7 separate regions of the Mus musculus genome follow, and regions 1, 2, 3, 5, 6 and 7 are each linked to region 4. Evidence: chromatin contacts called from public HiChIP or PLAC-seq and promoter capture Hi-C data. All regions are on one chromosome and are shown on one strand. The core of a region is the stretch at or near the end of the contact, and the rest is flanking DNA. Distances in the headings are between cores, read along the strand shown. Region 1 has its middle 420 kb from the start of Mir6352. Region 2 overlaps Gm33083 (a long non-coding RNA gene). Region 3 has its middle 450 kb from the start of Mir6352. Region 4 holds the start of Epha4 (Eph receptor A4). Region 5 has its middle 370 kb from the start of Mir6352. Region 6 has its middle 470 kb from the start of Mir6352. Region 7 overlaps Gm33083 (a long non-coding RNA gene).

The links. Promoter capture Hi-C pulls out the DNA fragments that hold promoters and counts their contacts. HiChIP or PLAC-seq counts read pairs in DNA pulled down with a chosen protein or histone mark.
Region 1: an H3K4me3 HiChIP or PLAC-seq map of embryonic forebrain shows a contact between it and region 4, with 5 times the contacts expected there. The contact joins the enhancer-like site here to the promoter of Epha4 in region 4. A contact is called at or near these places in 8 of 39 promoter capture datasets (the 3T3-L1 cell line, cranial neural crest, embryonic stem cells and 3 more), 47 of 484 Hi-C or Micro-C datasets (the AML12 cell line, the HL-1 cell line, Sertoli cells and 29 more), 20 of 115 datasets of contacts at active chromatin or transcription factors (craniofacial prominence, differentiating embryonic stem cells, embryonic basal ganglia and 12 more) and 1 of 9 other capture datasets (embryonic stem cells).
Region 2: a contact with region 4 is called in a CTCF HiChIP or PLAC-seq map of the NIH/3T3 cell line, with 16 read pairs. The contact joins the enhancer-like site here to the promoter of Epha4 in region 4. A contact is called at or near these places in 1 of 39 promoter capture datasets (hippocampal neurons), 1 of 15 datasets of contacts at CTCF or cohesin (the NIH/3T3 cell line) and 3 of 115 datasets of contacts at active chromatin or transcription factors (embryonic basal ganglia, embryonic hindbrain and forebrain).
Region 3: a contact with region 4 is called in an H3K27ac HiChIP or PLAC-seq map of heart atrium, with 9 read pairs. The contact joins the enhancer-like site here to the promoter of Epha4 in region 4. A contact is called at or near these places in 6 of 39 promoter capture datasets (the 3T3-L1 cell line, the SN4741 cell line, embryonic stem cells and 3 more), 5 of 484 Hi-C or Micro-C datasets (the HL-1 cell line, LSK cells, embryonic fibroblasts and 2 more), 18 of 115 datasets of contacts at active chromatin or transcription factors (astrocytes, bone marrow-derived macrophages, craniofacial prominence and 10 more) and 1 of 9 other capture datasets (embryonic stem cells).
Region 5: an H3K4me3 HiChIP or PLAC-seq map of neural progenitor cells shows a contact between it and region 4, with 24 read pairs. The contact joins the enhancer-like site here to the promoter of Epha4 in region 4. A contact is called at or near these places in 7 of 39 promoter capture datasets (the 3T3-L1 cell line, hematopoietic stem and progenitor cells, hippocampal neurons and 2 more), 2 of 484 Hi-C or Micro-C datasets (the HL-1 cell line and cerebral cortex), 18 of 115 datasets of contacts at active chromatin or transcription factors (astrocytes, bone marrow-derived macrophages, craniofacial prominence and 10 more) and 2 of 9 other capture datasets (adipose tissue and embryonic stem cells).
Region 6: a promoter capture Hi-C map of hippocampal neurons shows a contact between it and region 4, with 8 times the contacts expected there. The contact joins the enhancer-like site here to the promoter of Epha4 in region 4. A contact is called at or near these places in 7 of 39 promoter capture datasets (the 3T3-L1 cell line, the SN4741 cell line, embryonic stem cells and 3 more), 1 of 15 datasets of contacts at CTCF or cohesin (the NIH/3T3 cell line), 11 of 484 Hi-C or Micro-C datasets (the AML12 cell line, the C10 cell line, bone marrow-derived macrophages and 7 more), 20 of 115 datasets of contacts at active chromatin or transcription factors (astrocytes, bone marrow-derived macrophages, craniofacial prominence and 12 more) and 3 of 9 other capture datasets (adipose tissue, embryonic stem cells and liver).
Region 7: a CTCF HiChIP or PLAC-seq map of the NIH/3T3 cell line shows a contact between it and region 4, with 5 read pairs. The contact joins the enhancer-like site here to the promoter of Epha4 in region 4. A contact is called at or near these places in 1 of 15 datasets of contacts at CTCF or cohesin (the NIH/3T3 cell line), 3 of 484 Hi-C or Micro-C datasets (cranial neural crest, embryonic fibroblasts and muscle stem cells) and 8 of 115 datasets of contacts at active chromatin or transcription factors (astrocytes, embryonic basal ganglia, embryonic forebrain and 5 more).

The regions. Positions count from the first base shown.
Region 1 is chr1:77,079,598-77,082,343 of GRCm38.p6, reverse strand. No RefSeq gene overlaps it. Among named protein-coding and RNA genes, the nearest start is that of Mir6352, 420 kb to the left of the region's middle. Within about 2 kb of position 1,378, at least 22 of the 459 cell types and tissues checked have an H3K27ac peak or open chromatin away from gene starts, as enhancers often do. A contact at or near this core is called in embryonic forebrain, neural progenitor cells and stem cell-derived neural stem cells, where this site is marked.
Region 2 is chr1:77,844,923-77,847,622 of GRCm38.p6, reverse strand. The region is part of intron 2 of Gm33083 (a long non-coding RNA gene); the gene reads left to right. All of the region lies in intron 2 of Gm33030 (a long non-coding RNA gene), which reads right to left. Among named protein-coding and RNA genes, the nearest start is that of Gm33030, 33 kb to the right of the region's middle. Within about 2 kb of position 1,427, at least 15 of the 459 cell types and tissues checked have an H3K27ac peak or open chromatin away from gene starts, as enhancers often do. A contact at or near this core is called in the NIH/3T3 cell line, where this site is marked.
Region 3 is chr1:77,047,847-77,050,546 of GRCm38.p6, reverse strand. It overlaps the pseudogene Gm2060. Among named protein-coding and RNA genes, the nearest start is that of Mir6352, 450 kb to the left of the region's middle. Within about 2 kb of position 1,261, at least 7 of the 459 cell types and tissues checked have an H3K27ac peak or open chromatin away from gene starts, as enhancers often do. A contact at or near this core is called in heart atrium, where this site is marked.
Region 4 is chr1:77,513,690-77,516,389 of GRCm38.p6, reverse strand. It overlaps Epha4 (Eph receptor A4), which reads left to right and starts at 1,302. Exons shown (of 18, transcript NM_007936.3): 1 at 1,302-1,449. The coding sequence starts at 1,359.
Region 5 is chr1:77,126,981-77,129,680 of GRCm38.p6, reverse strand. No RefSeq gene overlaps it. Among named protein-coding and RNA genes, the nearest start is that of Mir6352, 370 kb to the left of the region's middle. Within about 2 kb of position 1,385, at least 14 of the 459 cell types and tissues checked have an H3K27ac peak or open chromatin away from gene starts, as enhancers often do. A contact at or near this core is called in forebrain and neural progenitor cells, where this site is marked.
Region 6 is chr1:77,026,427-77,029,126 of GRCm38.p6, reverse strand. No RefSeq gene overlaps it. Among named protein-coding and RNA genes, the nearest start is that of Mir6352, 470 kb to the left of the region's middle. Within about 2 kb of position 1,301, at least 11 of the 459 cell types and tissues checked have an H3K27ac peak or open chromatin away from gene starts, as enhancers often do. A contact at or near this core is called in hippocampal excitatory neurons and hippocampal neurons, where this site is marked.
Region 7 is chr1:77,869,069-77,871,768 of GRCm38.p6, reverse strand. All of the region lies in intron 1 of Gm33083 (a long non-coding RNA gene), which reads left to right. Gm33030 (a long non-coding RNA gene) reads right to left here. Exons shown (of 4, transcript XR_373561.2): 3 at 494-564. Among named protein-coding and RNA genes, the nearest start is that of Gm33083, 26 kb to the left of the region's middle. Within about 2 kb of position 1,443, at least 8 of the 459 cell types and tissues checked have an H3K27ac peak or open chromatin away from gene starts, as enhancers often do. A contact at or near this core is called in the NIH/3T3 cell line and embryonic fibroblasts, where this site is marked.

The DNA of each region.
Region 1 (2,746 bases), core at 129-2,628, 430 kb after region 4:
GAAGAGATGAGTAGGGGGGGTTGAATGGAGAACTCAGAAGTAGCCAGTCTCTCTTACCTCCTCCCTGCTTCCTCCTGACCCCACCCCCACAGAGCTCTGGCCTGGTTTCTGTATTTGATGTGATTAAACTTTCCTGTGACACTTGCTTTCTCTTCCACAAGGCAGGAGCGGAGCACAGTATAACTGAAAGGCACCTGTAGGTCACCATGTATTACTTGTTTTGTTCCACCACTTGAAGTTCTAATTATCTCCAGCAGAGAACGTGATTGTGGTTGGGCTTTCCTTTCTTAGGCATCTGGGTTGACAGACTTATACATGCCACCGGAGTAGAAGGCTCAGCGCTCCGTTGTGGCTCTGGGAAATCAGCTCTGATGCTCATGGGTGTGGTCTTTTCCATGGTGTGACCAGGTCCCCTGGCTTAGAGATGCGCAAGTAACTGGGTTTCCTCTAAGACAGCCAATACCTTAGCTGCCTCCTGACCAAGGGCCAAAGAAGCCACTAGGAGGAGCTAATGACTGACCAAGTGTGTTGTTCTCCCAATATTTAATGTGAATTGCTTCACCCAGTGCCCAACCTGGGCTGGCTGCAGGCTCTGGGTATTTAATTATTTATGTGGTAATGGATGGACCAAGGATCGTCTGCCCTTCAAGCGGCTCACAGAAGAGAACAATCGTGCTTCCTTGTTTCATTTGCGGCCTTATTCCTGTCAGGAGGAAGGCACTTCAGCCTTACTGCAACAGAAGGATGGAAGAATGATTGCGTTAGCAAATCTCCTACTTCACACACACACACACACACACACACACACACACACACACACACACACATAAACACACAGATACACACACATATACAACACATAAACACACACAAACACATGAGCACACATATACACACAGAAACACATGAACACACAAACACAGGCACACACATATACACACACAAACACACACACAAACACATGCACACACACATACACACAAACACATGCACTCATGCATCACATGCATACCATCAAAGCTTTCTAAAACAGAATGTAACTCCTCCCCCACTTAAAAAATCCCTCAGACTACAAGGAATGCATTTTGTAGTATCTGGGGAGTTCCTCTTTCTTTTGTGCCCAGGGAGTGAGATTAAGAAGGAAGGGACCATAGCATTCAATGCCTGAGTTTGAAAGCCAGCTCTGCAATTTAACAGTTACATGTTTTGGCAATATTTCTTAACTCCTGTATCTCTCTCTTTTTTTCCCCTCCCTCTGTATCCTCCCATGGTGAGGATATAAAGAGTCAGGACATGTGTGTGCATGCAGATGAGGAGCACCCGGCTCTGCTTGCTGACTTTCCTGCTCCTCCAGGCTGGCAGAATGCATTCCACATGACATCATAGTTCAAGTGCAATAATGTGCTTCTCCTTTGCCTTTTCATCGAGCAGTTCAGCAGAGCCTCTCTGCACAGCCTCGCTCCGTGTACACGGCTACCCCCTTTAAAATCCCCTGAAAGGTGGAAATGAGAGGCATTTGTGACCTTGAAGCTTCTGGGTTATGTCATCCTGCCTGATTTACCTCAATTCATAATCACATTTTCCTTGAGTTGAGTGGGAATTCTAGGAAGACACGTTGGTCCTTTCAGTTTGGTCCAGAGGTAGAACCATTCAGTGTTTTCGGATTTATATAATATATAATATATGTGCAAGTATAATTATACATGTATAATTATATATTATAGATGTATTATAATAGACAGATATAATTATAAAATAATATAATAAATTTATGAATTTGCTATAATATATATATATATATATATATATATATATATATATATATTTGTTAAAATATACAAAGCCATCTATACTCTTACTATAGATGGATTTGGGGGTTTGAGACATGTCTCAGTGGTTAAGAGCATCAGCACCCTTTCAGAGGTTTAGCTCCCAGCACTTACATGGTGACCCACAACTGCCTGTAACTCCAGTTCCAGAGTTTCTGACTCTCCATTCTCACATCTGAGGGCTCCTGCTTACACATGATACACCTAAACCCAGAGGGGCAAAACATACACACATTACATAGATAAATGAATAAATGGATAAGTTTTAAGGTAAATGGGTTCTTATAAACTTGGGACTTAATGTGAGGGAAATTATAAACTCTCATTGGTGGGGAAATATTGGAAATGTGTAACGGTCATATTATACACTGTGGTAGTATATATAATTGTTTAAGTAGGCCGCAGGCTTGCAATCCTATTGCCTCACCTAGGGCTCCGGTCATGTGCCACCACACTTCGCTATGACAATTTTCATGTGAACTTAACTGTATATTCATTTCATTAGCAGTCTGAAGATAAAAACCTTTTCAACTATCTTGTATTGAAACAAATACACAATAGAAGAAATATAGAAAATAAGAAAGTAAAATTAAGATAACAGACATTTAGCAAATGGACTGTTCTGCAGTAAACTTCATTTTTCTTTGGAGTTTTTTTTTCTTTTTGACATTTGTTTTTATATACGTGTGTGTGTGTGTATGTGTGTGTGTGTGTGCACCTGTGCATGAGAGAGAGAGAGTATGTGTATGTATTTGCATATATTTTAAAGATTAGATTATCTTGCATGATTGAATTATTTTTCAGTTATCATTTTCACAAATATTATCTCATATCATTAGAGATTTAAGAAATACGATATCTAGGGATTGGAGTGAAGGCTCAGTGCATAAGAGAACTTGCTATGAAATCAAGAGGTC
Region 2 (2,700 bases), core at 178-2,677, 330 kb before region 4:
TTTCTATAAAGAGAAATCTGGAAATGAAAACATTTTAAAAATGCCCCCTCCCTCCCAAATAACAGGTCTCTGTCTCCCACCAATGTGTTTTATGGACAATGGTTGAGGAGCTTCTTATCTGATTATGTGAGAATAGGATTTTTTAAAAAATCCCCTCTAGGGAAAAATGTTTTCCAAATCACCATCTGCTTACCCTCCTTTCTGTGTTTGCTGCTCTTTGATAGGATGTCAGCCAGCTCCGACAGGAGGGCAGGGGCTCAGAGGCAGGGAGGAGTTTGACAACCATCACAGACCTAGGACAAATGAAGGTGCGTCCTAGGCCGAGAGCCAACCGATTTCCAGTGATTTTATGTGGGCAACTCACAAATAGGACGCGAGTTACTTTCTACCCACCACCTTCAAGATATATATCTAAAAGGTTATTTTTCTTGTCCCCAGATCAAAGCCAGTTCAAGATGAAAACTCATTGCCCCTTTCTTTTCTTCCAAACACAACTTCATGAATGGAGTGATTCAAAAACAAATCAATTCTGTTTGGGTTTTAGGACCGAACAAGAAATGCTGAGCGAGGAAAAGGCATTTGCTAAATGCACCAGCACCAGGAGGAAGGTCAATTTAAAATCGTGTTTGACTGTTGGAGTTTACTTTAAAAAATTTAAGTACCATTACTGGAGACAAAATATTGCATATGTGCATTAGCTCTTGGCTAGACAGCCAGTACTCATGTACACAGTCTAATTTTTATATATAAATGGATGCGCTACAAATCAGGACTTCCGGATCTTAACTGTGGCCCCAGTGCTGCTCAGAAACTGTTATTCATCTGGTTTCCCCCACCCCTGCCTCCTCTCCTCTGCCTAATGGGGCCTGGGCTACTTTGAACAATTCCTTTTCAGGGCTGCTTTAGCGGTTGACTTCTTCCCCGGGGATGTCTTTCTTCTAAGCCAGACCTTCCATGAAGGCCTTTCCAGGTTTGCAGGGTCCCCAGACCTAAAAAAAAGTCGGTTTGTTTGGCTGCCTGGCTTCATCGTGTTTGGATCTTTGCCAGGTACCTGCTGTCTTCTTGTGCTGCTGGACTGAACCATCTTAGCTTGGGTAAGGCTGTTTTCTAGGATTCATGAACCTCTTGGCGAGGTAGGCTCAGGATGTCAGCCAGCTCTAATAGGAGGGCAGGGGCAGGATACAGCTCTGTTCAAGTGAGATCCACAGGGTGTGCCAAAGCCTGTGTTGGGAGCTGACTCTGTCTCCATGCAGGCAATTTGCAGAATGTAGCTGAGCTGCTGGCTGATGACCGGTTTTATCTCTGGCATCTCCTCTGGCTTCATGTATATGGAATTCCCCTTTTCTAAGTGCATACTTTAAACGTCGTGTCTGCCTTTCATACCCAACTGACCACCTCATTCATCTCACATAGCTACATTTCTGTAGCATGAGTTGTCCGTTGGATTCCTCTGACTTTCCGTCGTCAAGGCCTTACACGGATCTCAAGATTTCCATCCTTCTCTCTTTCTCTAAGGGTAGACATTCCATATGATTAATCAGTAGGAAATCTTGAGGATTTATTTCATTTCTGTATTTAAACAGTCCGCCCTGAAATATACATTTGTTTTGGTAGCTTTCTTCATCACTGTACCAGAACACTCGGCAGACTCGCTTAAGGAAGTGTCTTAGACAGGGTTTCTATTCCTGCACAAACATCATGACCAAGAAGCAAGATGGGGAGGAAAGGGTTTATTCAGCTTACACTTCCATACTGCTGTTCATCACCAAAAGATGCAGGACTGGAACTCAAGCAGGTCAGAAAGCAGGAGCTGATGCAGAAGCCATGGAGGGATGTTCTTTACTGGCTTGCTGCTGCTGGTTTGCTCAGCCTGCTCTCTTATAGAGCCAAGACTACCAGCCCAAAGATGGTCCCACCCACAAGGGGCTTGATCCCTAATTGATCCCCCTTGATCACTAATTGAGAAAATGCCTTACAGTTGGATCTCATGGAGGCATTTCCTCAACTGAAGCTCCTTTCTCTGGGATAACTCCAGCTGTGTCAAGTTGACACAAAACCAGCCAGTACAGGAAGGAAGTGGTTCTTTTGGCTCACAGTTCTAGGATGCGGCCCATAACTGCCACAGACACAGGACATCTAGAGCTCCAGAAAAACCCTGTCTCAACAACCACAAAGATGGCCCATCACAAAACCTCAATCCCACGCACTCTCCAAGGCAACAACTGCCTGTTCATAATTCTCTTGGTCTCATCTACTTGCATGGCAGGTGATAATCCAGCTTTATCTTTTTATCTCCCTTTTTACAAAGTCCCTTCTTCATTGTGTCCACCCTGATTTAGTGGACAGCATTATAATGCATCATTGAAATCTTAGTGGTATCTTCCCTTTCTTTTACATTGTCACTGGGTACCATGCTCCAAAGTACTCCAGACTCTTCCTACCTTCTGTTTTGTTTATTTCTGCCCCTGCATGGGGCTCCATCTTAGCCCCAGGCTAACCAGCCCATAGCTATAGAATATCTCACCCCATAAGTTGTCCTCCACAATGTCATGACATTTTGTTGTTGTTGTTAAACTTGGTTGGTGTACTATTATTTCTTCATGCTGAAGAATACCTGTATCCCTCTATCAAAAGCGTCTACCTGGACACATTTTAAACCTTTGCTTATGTGTGTGTGGGTGGAGGTGGGGACAGGGGGTG
Region 3 (2,700 bases), core at 12-2,511, 470 kb after region 4:
TGGCCTGGGCGCACCTACCGACTCCATTATACCGCCCGAATGGCACACATTGCTTCTTTAAAGTGACCTCCTTCAGATACTTGGTGGCTTTGCAGATATGCATACCCTTGATGGCCTGGGCAGTTTCTCTGGTGTTCTTAAAGTGAACACAAAGGTTTGAACCTCTTGATTTGCATGATTTTGTGGGGTTTTCTGGGTCAAGAGAGTAGCGAACCATCTTGGCAGGTGACCTCTGGCCGCTTACAGGAAGAGTTGTTGTTTTTTTTTTTGTTTTGTTTTGTTTTTTGTTTTTTCAAATGTTTTTTTTTTTGTTGTTGTTGTTGTTTCTCTTTTGTTTATGGCAGTACTAGAAACCAAATTCAAGCTCTGCTGAATGCTAGCCAAGTGCTGTATCACTAATCTGGATTTTTTGGTGTGTTCATTTTCTTAAGTTTAATCCTTCCTAAATATAATAGCCAATAGTTACAGAAAATGCTTCAAGCTATTCTGAACAGAGTGCTTGATAGCTCATGAAAGTCATGCTTTTTCACACTAGCTTAAACTACTAGAGAAAAGAATTATTCTCATTTGGTAGTAGCTCAAGAAATAGCCATGATATTTATCCAGCTCCTGCAATATAGACATCTCTTATTCATTGGTGACAAACTTTTTTTTTTTTTTTAGGTGAGCAAGAACAGAGACTCCCAAGTTCTTAGACTGTAGGTTTATTGCACTTTTATTGCCTTATAATCTATGAATCAGGGACAGTAAATAAATATGTTTGCATCTACCGGTCACTCTCCTGGCTTAAGGTCCTTGTCCACTTCAATCCATGATAACCTTCAGAGAAGGCATAGGAACGTGTGATAGTAACTGAGGGCCTATACTCCTTCTTCCAAGGTTCTTGCTAGAATCATCTGCCAGGACCTGGTTGCCTCTTTTAGAAGACACTCACTATATTTTATTAGAACTGGGAGCTGTGGAGATGGTTGGAACCACTTGCACTTTTCTCATCTAGAACGTGCACCTAATGATAAAACTGACACCCAGAGAATCAGACCCTAGGGACAGAGAGAACACATGTCCACAGAGATCGTGTTGTCTTTGGCTAGGGTTGGTCAGGCTGGAATGACTCACACCTCTGGGCTTTTTTTATAATGGTCTAATCTTATATTAGTGTGAGTTGGGATTTTATCATTTCTGACCGCAGATATACTACTTAGCCAGGGATGTCATCATGGAACCTGTCCATGAAGATACCGAATGAGATGCCAACTGGGAACGCAGAACAGCCACAGTTGCTGCGACCCCAAGGTGACATTGATGGTCCCCTTTGTTGTCTGTGTCTCCTATGACAGATGATGGCATTGTTACAGACACGTGTCCTCTCGCACCCCATCACCAGCTTTCCACTGATAGGTGACTTCTGACTGACAGTAGGAATGGATTCTTAGAGTGGACAGGAAAGTGGAATGTGACACCAAGCTATTTTTTTCCTCTCAGTTATTTCACAGTGCTTGTTGGAGCTGGTTCCTGTTTGCCAAGTGTCATTCAAAAGTCACCCAATTGTTGGTCCATCCTTGCTCAGTTGTTGATGAGAGTGCCATGTGGGCTAGAATCAAAGCCTTGCTGAAATGTGTCTATTTTACATCTGTTCCTGGCTGGGATCTTAATGACATGCACGGCATAATGAGATGTGTGTCTGGTTTGTGTAATGAGATTCTTGATTTGAGTGTCTAATGAAGCCTATAGCCTAATGAAATATATAGCATAATGAGATGCATAGCTTGAATGTATGGCATACATCTGAAGGTCCTTTTAAAAAATATCAGTAAACATGAAGAAGTCCTATCCATCTGGATAAGGTCCATCTACATCACTTGCAATTTCTTAATGCTGTGTCATCTTTGCAATGGATATTTCTCATGTTAGAAACTAAGAGTCAAATGATTGTCCCTTACTATAATGGGTAGTTTGAAGACCTAGCATAGACATTTTTGGCCCTTGAGAAAAAGATGTACCTGTTATCTATCCCCCATCTAATATCCTATTTATTAATATGGTCAGCAATATCAATGTGTTGTCTACGAAAATTTCTAAAGATATGTGCCCTGTAACAGTGAGCATTTATTATCATTCAGATGCTGCTAACCATTGTATGTCACATGGGAAGTCTTTCTCATTTGTCCAGAGCAAGCCCATGTGTATGATGATTCCAAGTCTCCAAATCGGTTGACATTGATGATATTTCCTTCTATCTTTGAAAATCATCTGCCCACAGATGACCTATCTAAAGAAAAATGTTGCTGAAGCAGTTGGATTACCTTCATCTGCCTTCTATCCTCTGGCATGCAGCTTGTGCATTTATCTAAAGGCAGAGTCAGAAGCTCATGAGGACAAGTCACGCTGAGGCAAAGGGCCAGAACACAAGAGGGACAAGTTTTTACACTTATCCTACCTACAGACTGGAAACACCCTCCTCCTATCTCTATACCACCCAGGAAATCCAAGAAAAGAAACGATATTAATGAAAAACCACTTTGCCTGTAAATATAGGTATTTGCTCAAAGGGTAATAATACAAATGACTGAGCATCCTGAAGCTTATACGAAATGCTACATTAAACTCCCGTATCCTATGAGTTGAAAGAGTATTCACCGAGAATGAGCTAGATAAAACAGAACCTTCCTAGGAATACAAAAACAAAACTATTAATGGGTT
Region 4 (2,700 bases), core at 53-2,552:
ACTCCACTCAGGCTGAGACCCAGACTTGGAGGAGGAAAATCTGGCCCGGGAGGGAGCCAAAGGAGGGGCAGCTTGAGGCGAGCACGGAAGGTGGATCTTTTGGAATCCCACCCCTTCAAACGCCTGGGGACCAGCCACCCAGTTTCAACTGGGGCGGGTCCCTTGGTAGCTAGCTGAGCTGCGGTTGGCGCTCAAATTGGCTTCCCCGGTGGCCTGAGCATCGGAGGACCGGATGGTGTCTGCGTCCCTGGGAAGTCGATGGTTGGCACCCAGAACAACGCGGGGTTGTGGGACAAGTTTCTGCGGGTAGAGCCTCTCATTTTGGTCCCCTGGGAGACTGTCCCCATCAGTACCGGGGAGACTTCGGAGTTCAGAGCCACAGTAGCTGCTCCAGGCAGCTTGCGACCCTCTGTCTGTCCCTTCTGTGCAGCAGGTGCTCGCATTCTTACAACCTTCCCCTTCTACACCTAAGTGTCCAGGAATGGCTAGAAGTGGTTCCAGGGACACTCCCTGGAAAGCACAGTGAGTTCCCGGTAGCTAGGGCTGTCGCGAGGTGATTTCTCCCTTCATAGTCCCGTAGTGGGCTCGGTCGATGTGAACACCCGGACCTGGCCAGGGATCACTTCCAAACGTTAGGAAGATTGGGGACAAGTGACCGCGCTCTGCTGCTGGGGAGATGACTGGGTCCCCCTGGCTAGGTAACTAAGAAGGAAAGGAATTATCAAGCTACGAAAGTCCCCCAGCCCAAAGCATTTCCCACGGAGGAACGCCATAAAGACACAAAACCTGGCAGTGAGGGTGGCTGCGTGCAGCAGAGAGCGCCCGACCTTAGCTGGGGTGGACAGTACAGAGACCCGACGACCTCGGCAAGGGGCAAGAGCCAAGGTGCAGGTCAACTTCAGACTTATTTCATCTCAACAGGAGTCTTTTCTCCCTCGCACACCTCCGGACTTGGGGCCGGGCGGGGAATGCCAACGTTTTCTGGCCTTCCCCACCGTCCTTTCGGAGTCTCTCGAAGTTCCCTCTGCCGTCCAAGGGATCGATCCCCAAGGATCGAGACAAGGTCTGGGGCCTCTCGTGGGGGCACAGACCCATCACTGCTGGGAAGCCAGCCTCGGGAGACCTTGAGCCCTGCGGAGGCTGGAGGGGGCGGGACCTCGGGGGTGGGCTCTGCACCGTGGGGGTGGGGACGTGGCGCTGGTTCTGCACTGCTATTGGTCACGAGCTCTGGACTGGCGGGTGTACGTCACGGGCCGGTCCCACCCTCTTGGCAATGTCTTCAGACTGCTGCACTCCTAACTTAAGCATTTATTCCACTGGGATAGAAGCGGCAGGAGCAGCGTTGGCACCGGCGAACCATGGCTGGGATTTTCTATTTCATCCTCTTTTCGTTTCTCTTTGGAATTTGCGACGCTGTCACCGGTTCTAGGGTATACCCCGCGAATGAAGGTAAGAGCCCGGCAGCCCTTATGCGGTCCGGGACCCGGAGGGGGTGATTCACTGATGAATGGTCTTCTGGAGCTCAGAACCAGTTAGGGTGGGGGGCGGGGGGTGGAGAGCGCGGCATGAGCCTCGCGTTCCCACTCCGGAGAAGAGTGCCGAACAGAGGGGATCCTCTTAAGTGGGGACTGAGGAGGATCAGGCTGTCTGAACTGAGAAGGGTGACCGATGCAAGCTGCCACTCTGCCCAAGTTTGTAGCGAAAGGCCAAAGTTTATCAGCATCCGCCTGCAGGGCCGGCTCAAGGCGCCCCGAGGGGATACACCGGGATTTGAAAACAAAACAAAAAAACGTGTGAGCAAAGTCCTCTACATCAGCAGCACAGGCGAGAAGGGAAACCCAAACGTAGAGCGCAGAGCGCCCGGCCTCTTGTCCAAGCCTTGCGAGCCCGGGTTTTTGCAAAGTTTTCCCAGCGCAGCGCTTCCCGGGACCCGGCTGCTTGGTCTCCGGAGCGCGCAGCGGTGGTGGCGCCGCTTGTCGGGCGCCGGTGACCTGATTTCTAGCACCGGGCCTCAGACACCTTTTTCTCCATCGGGCCGCGCACCCTGGAGGTTGCAATCTCAGGCCTACCTCTCCCCTACCCCAGATCCTTAGCTCATCCAGCAAAACTAGGGGACCAGTCAGCGAATTAAACATACCCCACTGTAAGCTTCTCTCTCCAGTATGGGGTACTGGACTAGTCTAGAAGGACAGGCATGACCGACGGGACCCATTCGTGTGCCGTTTTCTGTTTGTCTATTGCGACGTTCTGGAAGGATTGTTTGTCTGTTTTTCTGTCCGAGGTGAGGGGAGAGGTGGTGACCATTTAGTTTGTGATGGGCCTAGGGGGAAAGGAACACTCTCTGTGTCTATTTCTGTCCTTATGTGTCCCTGTCTCTCTATCTCTGTCTGTCTCTCTCCCCCTCCTCTCGTGTGTGTGTGTGTGTGTGTGTGTGTGTGTGTGTGTGTGTGTGTGTGTGTGTGTTTGAGGGCAAATGTGTGCCTGGCGCGGGTGTCTGCAGGAACCTGGACGTTTTGTGCCGGGTAAGCGAGTGCGCACAGTGTGTGAACGTGGGCTCCGGCCTGTGTTCGTGTTCCAACCTGCGCGCATTAGCTGTGCATCTGTCTCATCGATTCTTCCCACTCCGTACATCCATCTATCTATCCATCCAGCCAGCCAGCCTCCGTCTCCCCAGGCATCAGTCCATCTAGCTATTCCTGT
Region 5 (2,700 bases), core at 136-2,635, 390 kb after region 4:
ATAGCAAAAGAGTAAAGAATCCAATCAATAAATCTATAAATGAGTGGGATACATAAGCCTCAAAAGAGAAAATACAAACTGCCAATAAATATATAAAAAGCTGTTCCAGATCTTTAACTGCCACAGGCATGCAGATGGAAAGCTACCATGAGATTCTATTCCACCCCAGTCAAAGTGGCTATCACCAGGAAAATGAAAAACAACAAAAAAAGTAAACCAACAGATCAACATTTGAAGGAAAAAGAAACATAAATATACTGTCAGTAGGAATATAAATTAGGATATCTGCTGTGGAAATCACGGTGGAATCTCCTCAAAAAAAAAAAAAAGCTAACCATAGAACTAACAGACGACCCATCTGTACCACTCCTGGGTATAAACCTGAAGGAATCAAAGTCACACCACAGTGTTACTGTACATCCACGTTATTGTAGCAGTCCTCACAGCAGCCAAGATGTGGAGCCAGAGGAGGTGTCCATCATCAGATGAATGGATAAATAAAGTGTGCTGTACACAAAGCTTATTCAACCATACAAAAGAACAAAATCGTGTTGTTTGTGAGAAAAACAAAAGCAAAACAAAACAAACAAACAAACCAACCAGAGGTAACATAAACTGTCATCTAATGGAGCCTGCTACTTTGTGAAGCTGCTTCCCAGAAAATAAGCAAGAAAACCAAATTCAGAGAAAAATGCATCATGGGACTTCTCTCATATATGTAGTAGAAGGAAAACAAAATACACCAGGGAAAGGAGGGCTGTGGTATGTGGAAGAGGAGAAATGGGGGGTGAGGGATAAGAAAGGATCACAGAAGGGATGGATATGATCAAAGAACAATACATGTGGGTATGGAAATGCCATAATGAAACCATTTACTCAGCGCAGTTAATACACACTAAAAAAAAATGATGCAAAATGCTGACATTGAAGAGAGAGGACTTGGGAATGTGGAATCCTATCTAATTTCAGTGTTTCATTCAAAGGCTGAATTCGCCTTTAGGAAAGGTTGAATGTTAACAGGGCAACAGCCCAGGATCTACTTAGATAAAAGGAGCATTATTGAGCTGCCTGGCTCAAGCCCAAAGGAGAAAGAGCTTTCTCTAGTGCAAATTGCCTCTCACTTCGACACAGTGCCAGCACTGCAAAGGGGACATATTTCTTCTCTAACTAAAGCCAAAGTATCATATTTACTTTTTCTGAATGCAATAATTAAGCCATTAAGAAGGAGGCTTCTAAACTGGACTGTGTTTGAAGGAAAAGTATCAGGAAAGGCCTGGAGAAAGCACTTTGTTTTTGAAGGATCACCATCCATTCAGGGAACTCCAGCAGGCTAGACAGTCAGGCAGTGCCCATCTCTGGTGAGGGAGCTGAATATGGGTAGCTTCTGGGATGAGAAAGCGCAGCCTTCTCTTTTTTCTAGACACAATGCAGTTCTGCTAGCGGACTTCAGGGACTCTCACAAACCAAGCTTTAAGCTCATACACCTTAACTAGGAGGTAGGGGAGTCTCAAATTGGAAAACATTATCTATGTTTGCACCACTCTCTAAATGGAATGTAGCATTCCCTTCCACTGCTAATCAAAACAACACACCCTCACAGTACTAGCTTTGACCTTGGCTTTGGCAACAGGGCCCGTGATGATTTTCCCAGCATGCTTTTATTGTTCTCCATCTCTCTCAGTATTGTTTAAACTCATTGTTCCTCTGAAATAACTAGAGCTGGATCTTCTGCTAGATTTTGTTATTGAATCAGAAAGACAATATTATTGTGCTACAAATTTATTTTCACATATTCCTGATGGCTTTATTTCAGTATAATTGGATTTTTTTTTGTAACACAAGACACATTTCATTGTGTATATTTAAAAGCATTGTTTTGAGGATGAATCTGTGGACTTTTCATACTGTCAACAAGGACCATGGCACAAAACAAAGTGTTTAATACCTTTGTAAAGTATTCTGTTGTTGAAATGATCTTTTATGTGTGTTTCAGTTTATGTGTGTGTCTGTTTGTGTGTATGTGTGTGTCTTTCTCTCTGTGTGTTTTTGTGTGTGTGTGTGTCTTTGTGCCTCTGTCTATCTGACTGACTCTATCACTCTGTCTCTCTGTCCCTGTGTGTCTGTGTGTCTGTGTGTTTTTCTCTCTCCTCTCTCCTTTCTCCTCTCTTCTCTCTCTCTCTCTGTCTCTCTCTCTCTCTGTCTCTCTGTCTCTCTCTCTCTCTTTCTCTGTGTGTGTGTGTGTGTGTGTGTATTTGTCTTGACAGATTCTGTGTTAGGTACTAGGGATACAAATATGAACTGGTATATTATTACTGACTTTAAAAGGTCTGGCAAAGACTTAGATAATTACATGCCAACAACAATGACTGTGCCAACTATTCATGCTAAGCAGTTTATATGCATCGTAACTTTTTATCTCTTCTTTGTAGACAAGGAAACTATGGTACAAAGAAGTAAATGGCTGGACCAAGTAATTGGTGCCACTTGGATTTGTGCCTAGGCGGTTGCACTCCAGGGTCAGTATGCTGCACCAGGACTCACCCATGTTTTACTTTGGAGTAAGCAATGCATGTTTATAAGTGCTCTCCAGGAGTGGAAAGGGCCTGTCACCAGCCTGGCAGTCATAAGGGTGAGGTGGTCTTTGTGGTGTCATTTTCTTGGGTTATTCCAGATAAAGCTGGCAGACTGGCTGCTTCCCTG
Region 6 (2,700 bases), core at 52-2,551, 490 kb after region 4:
GACGCCATGTTTATAGCCAAATTCACAAATGCCTAAAGAGTTAGGTCTTTTTGGACGTAACGGATGCTGATGGCTAACAGCTGTGTTCAGTTACATCTTGCCTGTGTCCTGAAGAAGGCCAGCAATACCTGTCCATCCAGCTTTTATTGGCTCTTGGTCATTTCAAGGCTAGTAAGGAGGGACGGCGAATGGCCCAGACAAGGTTGATGCTTGCATTTAGATGTCTTGGCCTCCTTTCCCTCAACCCTTCCTTACTTTCACAAGAGTCCACCTTGCAAAGGTGAGGCACTATCATCTATGACTGCAGGTGAGATTTATCAAGGTCGGTAAGAAGAGAAGGGGCCAGTGAGCTGAGAGGAGGAGAATAAGGGCACACTGGTTGAAAAGATATGTGCTCCTGCATTCATTTCCTGAAGAGAAAGACAGACAGAGCCGACCTGCCTGTTCTCGGATCCATTTAACTCATGGGTGGGGAAGATCCTTAACACATACTCGAAGAGCTTCCAATTTGCTACTTCGATTTTTACAAAGCTAAGGAACTGCAGAGTGGATGGGCGCTTTTTGCAGTCAGCGCTTTCAGAGCAGCAAGCTTTAAGAAGAACTCAGATCCCTGCAAACGTTTGGAGGAAATCCACACTATTATTTCTTCAGCTTTTCTAGCCTGCATGCCCTGTGAAAGGAGCCGTTTGCCAATCTGAAGGTTCTGGCAAGAATTTCCTGTCCCAGCATGTACTGGTGGTGTGGCTTTCTTGCCTTTGTTGTACCCAGCTCTAGGACTGGAGGGATGGCTTCAGTCATGGATGCATCTACCCGCCTTCCTCCTCTTTTCTGCATGTTTTCTTTCTTTCTGTACTAAGATTCTGAGAATTCACAAAGCCTAGACTCCAGTTTTAGTTCTCCCTTCATGTTCTGGAATAGGCATGCTACATGATTCCCCTCTCTGTTTCTCATTTTTCTGTAAGTAAATAGCAGCTATAAAGCCTTCTGTCTGGTGCTAGCATCTTTTGGAGTTTGAACACAGGGTCTGAGTTCTGTCAGAGCTCTGAATTCTTCTTAACCAAGGCCCCCAGTGCTTGTGTAGAAAATGAAAGTGACTTCTCTTTTCTGCAATATGCCCTTTTGTTTGGATAAACACAAAAATAATTAGTCCAGATGAACACAGGAACAGAGTCTTTGGAGAAAAATTAACTTGAGTGTCTTACACAGGAGCCAGCTGGTATTTCTACAATATGTGTTCTATTCTGAGCCAAAATACTAACAATAGCACACAGCACAGTTGGGAGTAAAAGGACAAGGGCCACTGAGTGTGAATTTTCTGCCAATATGTCGCCACCACACAAGCATCTGTTAGGAGGGAGCAGGTGTGATCTATGTCCCCGCATTATTTGGCTTCAAAAAGTCTCACTTGTTTCTTTGGGTTTGACACAGTTTTTGATGACTTTGGGTTGGCGCAGTGAGATGTACGAGAGGATTTTGCTGTTTTATTTATATACCTACATCCATTCCCAACAGTGAGGAAATCTACTCATTGATGACCATCCCAGTGGGTAATATGGCCAGAATACGAGACGCAACAAGCCTTGGGTGAGCAAATATCACCTTTTTTTCTGCATTATTGTCATTGTTTACCTACCATCTTCCTGGGCTTCTCAGCTTAGAACAGGATAGCTTTCTTATCATGCAACATATAGTCTGTATTTGTGAAATACTATTTATTTATTTATTTATTTATTTATTTATTTATTTACTTATTTATCATTTATGTGTGTAGGAAGACAAATGTGTTCACGTGTACATGTGCATATGTGGAAACAAGAAGGCAGCCTCAGGTATTATTACTTAAGCGCCTTATACGCCTTATACTTTTGTTCAGGACTGGGTCTCTTACTGGCCTGAAACACTATCAGCTTGAATAGGCTACCTGACCAGTTAGCCCCAGGGATCCAACTGCCCCTGCCTCCCACCTCACCCTTGATGGAATTATACATGCATGCCTGCATGCCTCCATTCCCTGTTTTTTGTTGTTGTTTTTTTTTTTTTAACATGAGTTCTTAAAGAATGAACTCAGATTCTTTTGCTTGCAAGACAAGCCTTTTGTTAATGGAGCCATCTCTCTAACCCCCTGAACTGGTTTTCCCCATTCATCCTGTGTCTCTCCCCATCCCCTCTAGCCACCCATATCTGGATCAGCATGAATAAGAGAAGCAGCAGCTGGGAGTGTTTTGTCTTCTATAGGGCCCGTAGCCCATTGTTTATCTCTCTTTTATGGTATTTATCAAATAGTGCCTTTCCTTGATGTGCTTTGTAATTTTGTGTGGCTTCCATACCCTACTGGATTGTAAATAGATGTCAGGCTGTGTTTTCTTGATGATCAATGTTTTCCCACAGCTTTTTATCCTGTACCTTGTGTAACAGAGCCTCAATCTAGTTCATAAATTTAATACCTGAGATGTTATTTGTCCTGGACCAACCAGCCTGTGGGGTATGGTGAGAACAACAAAAAGATTAAGAGGACAAATCCAAGCAGTGGCAATAAAAAATAATAGGGGCAACGATAACAAAGTTTTCTGGATGCTTACAGGTTCCAAACCATGTAGGAATTGTTTTATAGATTTCTATTAATCTAAGAGCAAACAGAAGCAATTTTTCTGTTGTTGTTTCATGGGCTTTAATGTCACTTTCCATGTTAGAAACTTGAAG
Region 7 (2,700 bases), core at 194-2,693, 360 kb before region 4:
CACTAAACTTATCTTGCTTTCCTGGACCAGAGTGAGGTAGTGAATTATTAGCCTCTGAAGAATTAGGTAAACATGACTCTAAGAATCACCCGCAGTGTGGAGGAATGAGAGGCATAGGGGACCATGCCTGCCCTTGGAAGTTTAAATCTGTATTGCAGGGGAGAAAGGAGAAACAAACTTAAGTCACAGGACTAGATAATAATGTGCTATTTTTAAAAAGCATCTAAGATGAGTGCACTGAATGGATGAATACAAAGCTATGTTCTGAAAAAAAATGCTAAAGTGGCTTCCTTAGGGTTTTGGAGAAACCACTTTCCTCTGAGACACACAAGGGAGAAGAGTTCAAGGGTTTTATGACGTCCCCCTTACAAAGAAATTTCTCTGACATCTTTTTGAGTCGGCAGGTCTGGCCTCACTGGACTGATTTGTACTTAACATGCTGAAGTGTGGTTATTGCTTTAGTATTTTCAGTAGATAAATATTAGACAGATACCCAGGCATCCGGGAGATGAAGAGTTCTTCCTGGTGCATCATCCTCGTGGGGAATCCATGTGGGGCAACCTACTAGAATAAATACAGAAAAGGTTAGATCTTCTAATTTATTTACTATAGTCTTTACATGTGTCTATAAGCATGTTGATCACCCTCAGCCCCTGTTGCCCTCTCATCTTCCTTCCATGCTCATGGATCCCTGTATGCTTCTCAACCATTACCCCTCTGACTTTCATGGATTTTTGACTTTGGATGTGCAGGTAGCTATTGTACAGTGCATCATGACTGTCACAGGTGTGTCACATCCCAAAGACAGCTCAGTACTCCTCCCCACCCTCTTGCTCTTACAGTCTTTCTATTTCCTCTCTTATGATGCTCCCTGGTCCTTGGACAGGGTCTTATTGATGCCCAGTGTAGGGATGAGAACTCAAGATCATTTATCCTCAGCAATTTGACCAATTGTGAGTCTCTGCATCCACTGTCAGCCACTTTGAACATGACCTTCGCTGTCCAAATCAGAGAACAGTATTAGCCTATGTGTATTAACAGATATGCTTAGAAGGCTATTTGTCTATGTGTTCATGTAGTAAAAAATATCAATAGTCAACTCTTCATCTAGGACAGGCAAGGGTTAGGGTTAGTTATGAACTCTGAATAGATGGGAAAAATAACCATATAGTAACTCACTACTTTATAAGCTGAATGTAAATTATAATGATTTTAAGAAAAGTAGTTTTAATGGACGTTTTTGCTGCTACTAAAAGCCATACAATTTTAAATGAAAAATCTCATTGCCTTTTGAGAATTTCTTCTTATGAATTGCTGGCTTGGAGGCTTCTGTGAGGTTCCAGAACAACAGAGGCACTTTGCTGTCCTCCCAAGCTACATGGTAAGTCACTATTGCTGAAGATTGCAAGAACTTGGACGTTTTCTACTCTTAGGTTTGTTTTATAATACTTGTGGCATATCAGTAAGTGTTACAAGAATGTAATAAGAATGTAATGAGTCGTGGTTGGGCTATGTGCTTCTTTGGGCTTTTGCTGTGTTTTTGTTTGCTTTTATTGTTTGAAAATCTCATACATGTATATAATATGTTCTGCTCAAAGTCACCATGTATTCCTACTCCCCCATTTCTTCCACTTTCTTGCCCACCACTATTCCCTCCCAAATTATGTGCTCCTTTAAAAAGAAAAAAACCACTAACTGTGCTTAGTGATGCCAGTATGTGCGCATGTGTAGATCATTCACTGAAGCACGGGAACCTGTCAGGGGTATCGTTCTTGAAGAAAACTCTTCTCCTTCTCTCAGCAGCCACCAATTGTCTTTTTTTTTTAATTGTACAGGAAATTACCCCCAGGTTCATGCCCATGCTAAGCAAGCACTCTATCACCAAGTTAAATCTGTAGTGACAGCATGTTAATACTTGAAAGATATATTTGTTAAATTCCATCTTACCCTAGTTACTTTGTGCATCATGATGCATTATTTAAACCACAATTTAGGGATACATTCATCGAGTGATTTAGAGATTATTACTTTGGGGGAAAATACATGATAAATTATAATCTTTTCATAAGGAAGGAATCTTACAAAAAGCAAATTATAATTTTGTCTGAATCAGTAAAATGCATCAGTCCGAACAAGTGAGTAGAAAGATCAATGCTCAGTAGGTACATAGCCCCTTTTCATGTGTCTAGCCTTTAAGCTGAGCCATGGGGGTCCTCATGTGGGGAAAGAGTGGGAAGGTACAAGGCTCTCTTCTGCTCTTAGGGATGCTGTGGTCTTTCTATGATTTATTGGCAGTAACTCGACTTTGATGGCATGAGCTGCTCACAGCATCTCTTCCCATTGTGCTGTATGAATGCTGTGGGGCCTGCTGTGCCTCCAGGGCCAAGCCCTGTACCAGGTACACTATGTCACTGTGTGTCACCAGCTTTGTCTTCCCATTCATTCTCTCTCACATCCCCTCCCTCATGCTGTGGCAGGTGGATGACTCTTATTCAGTCTCCTTCTAATTATGTGACATTTCTCAAGCAGCAATATGACATTTGGTTTTGATCAGGGGAATCTCTATGATGGTGTGACTCATGGGTGGCCTGGAGATTTCTCTTACTTCAAGAGTTCTCTTTCAAATAGGCATTTTGAAAAACCACAGCAGCTATACACCAGTATATTCTTTTGATTTATAAAATGTCTATACTTGTTTCA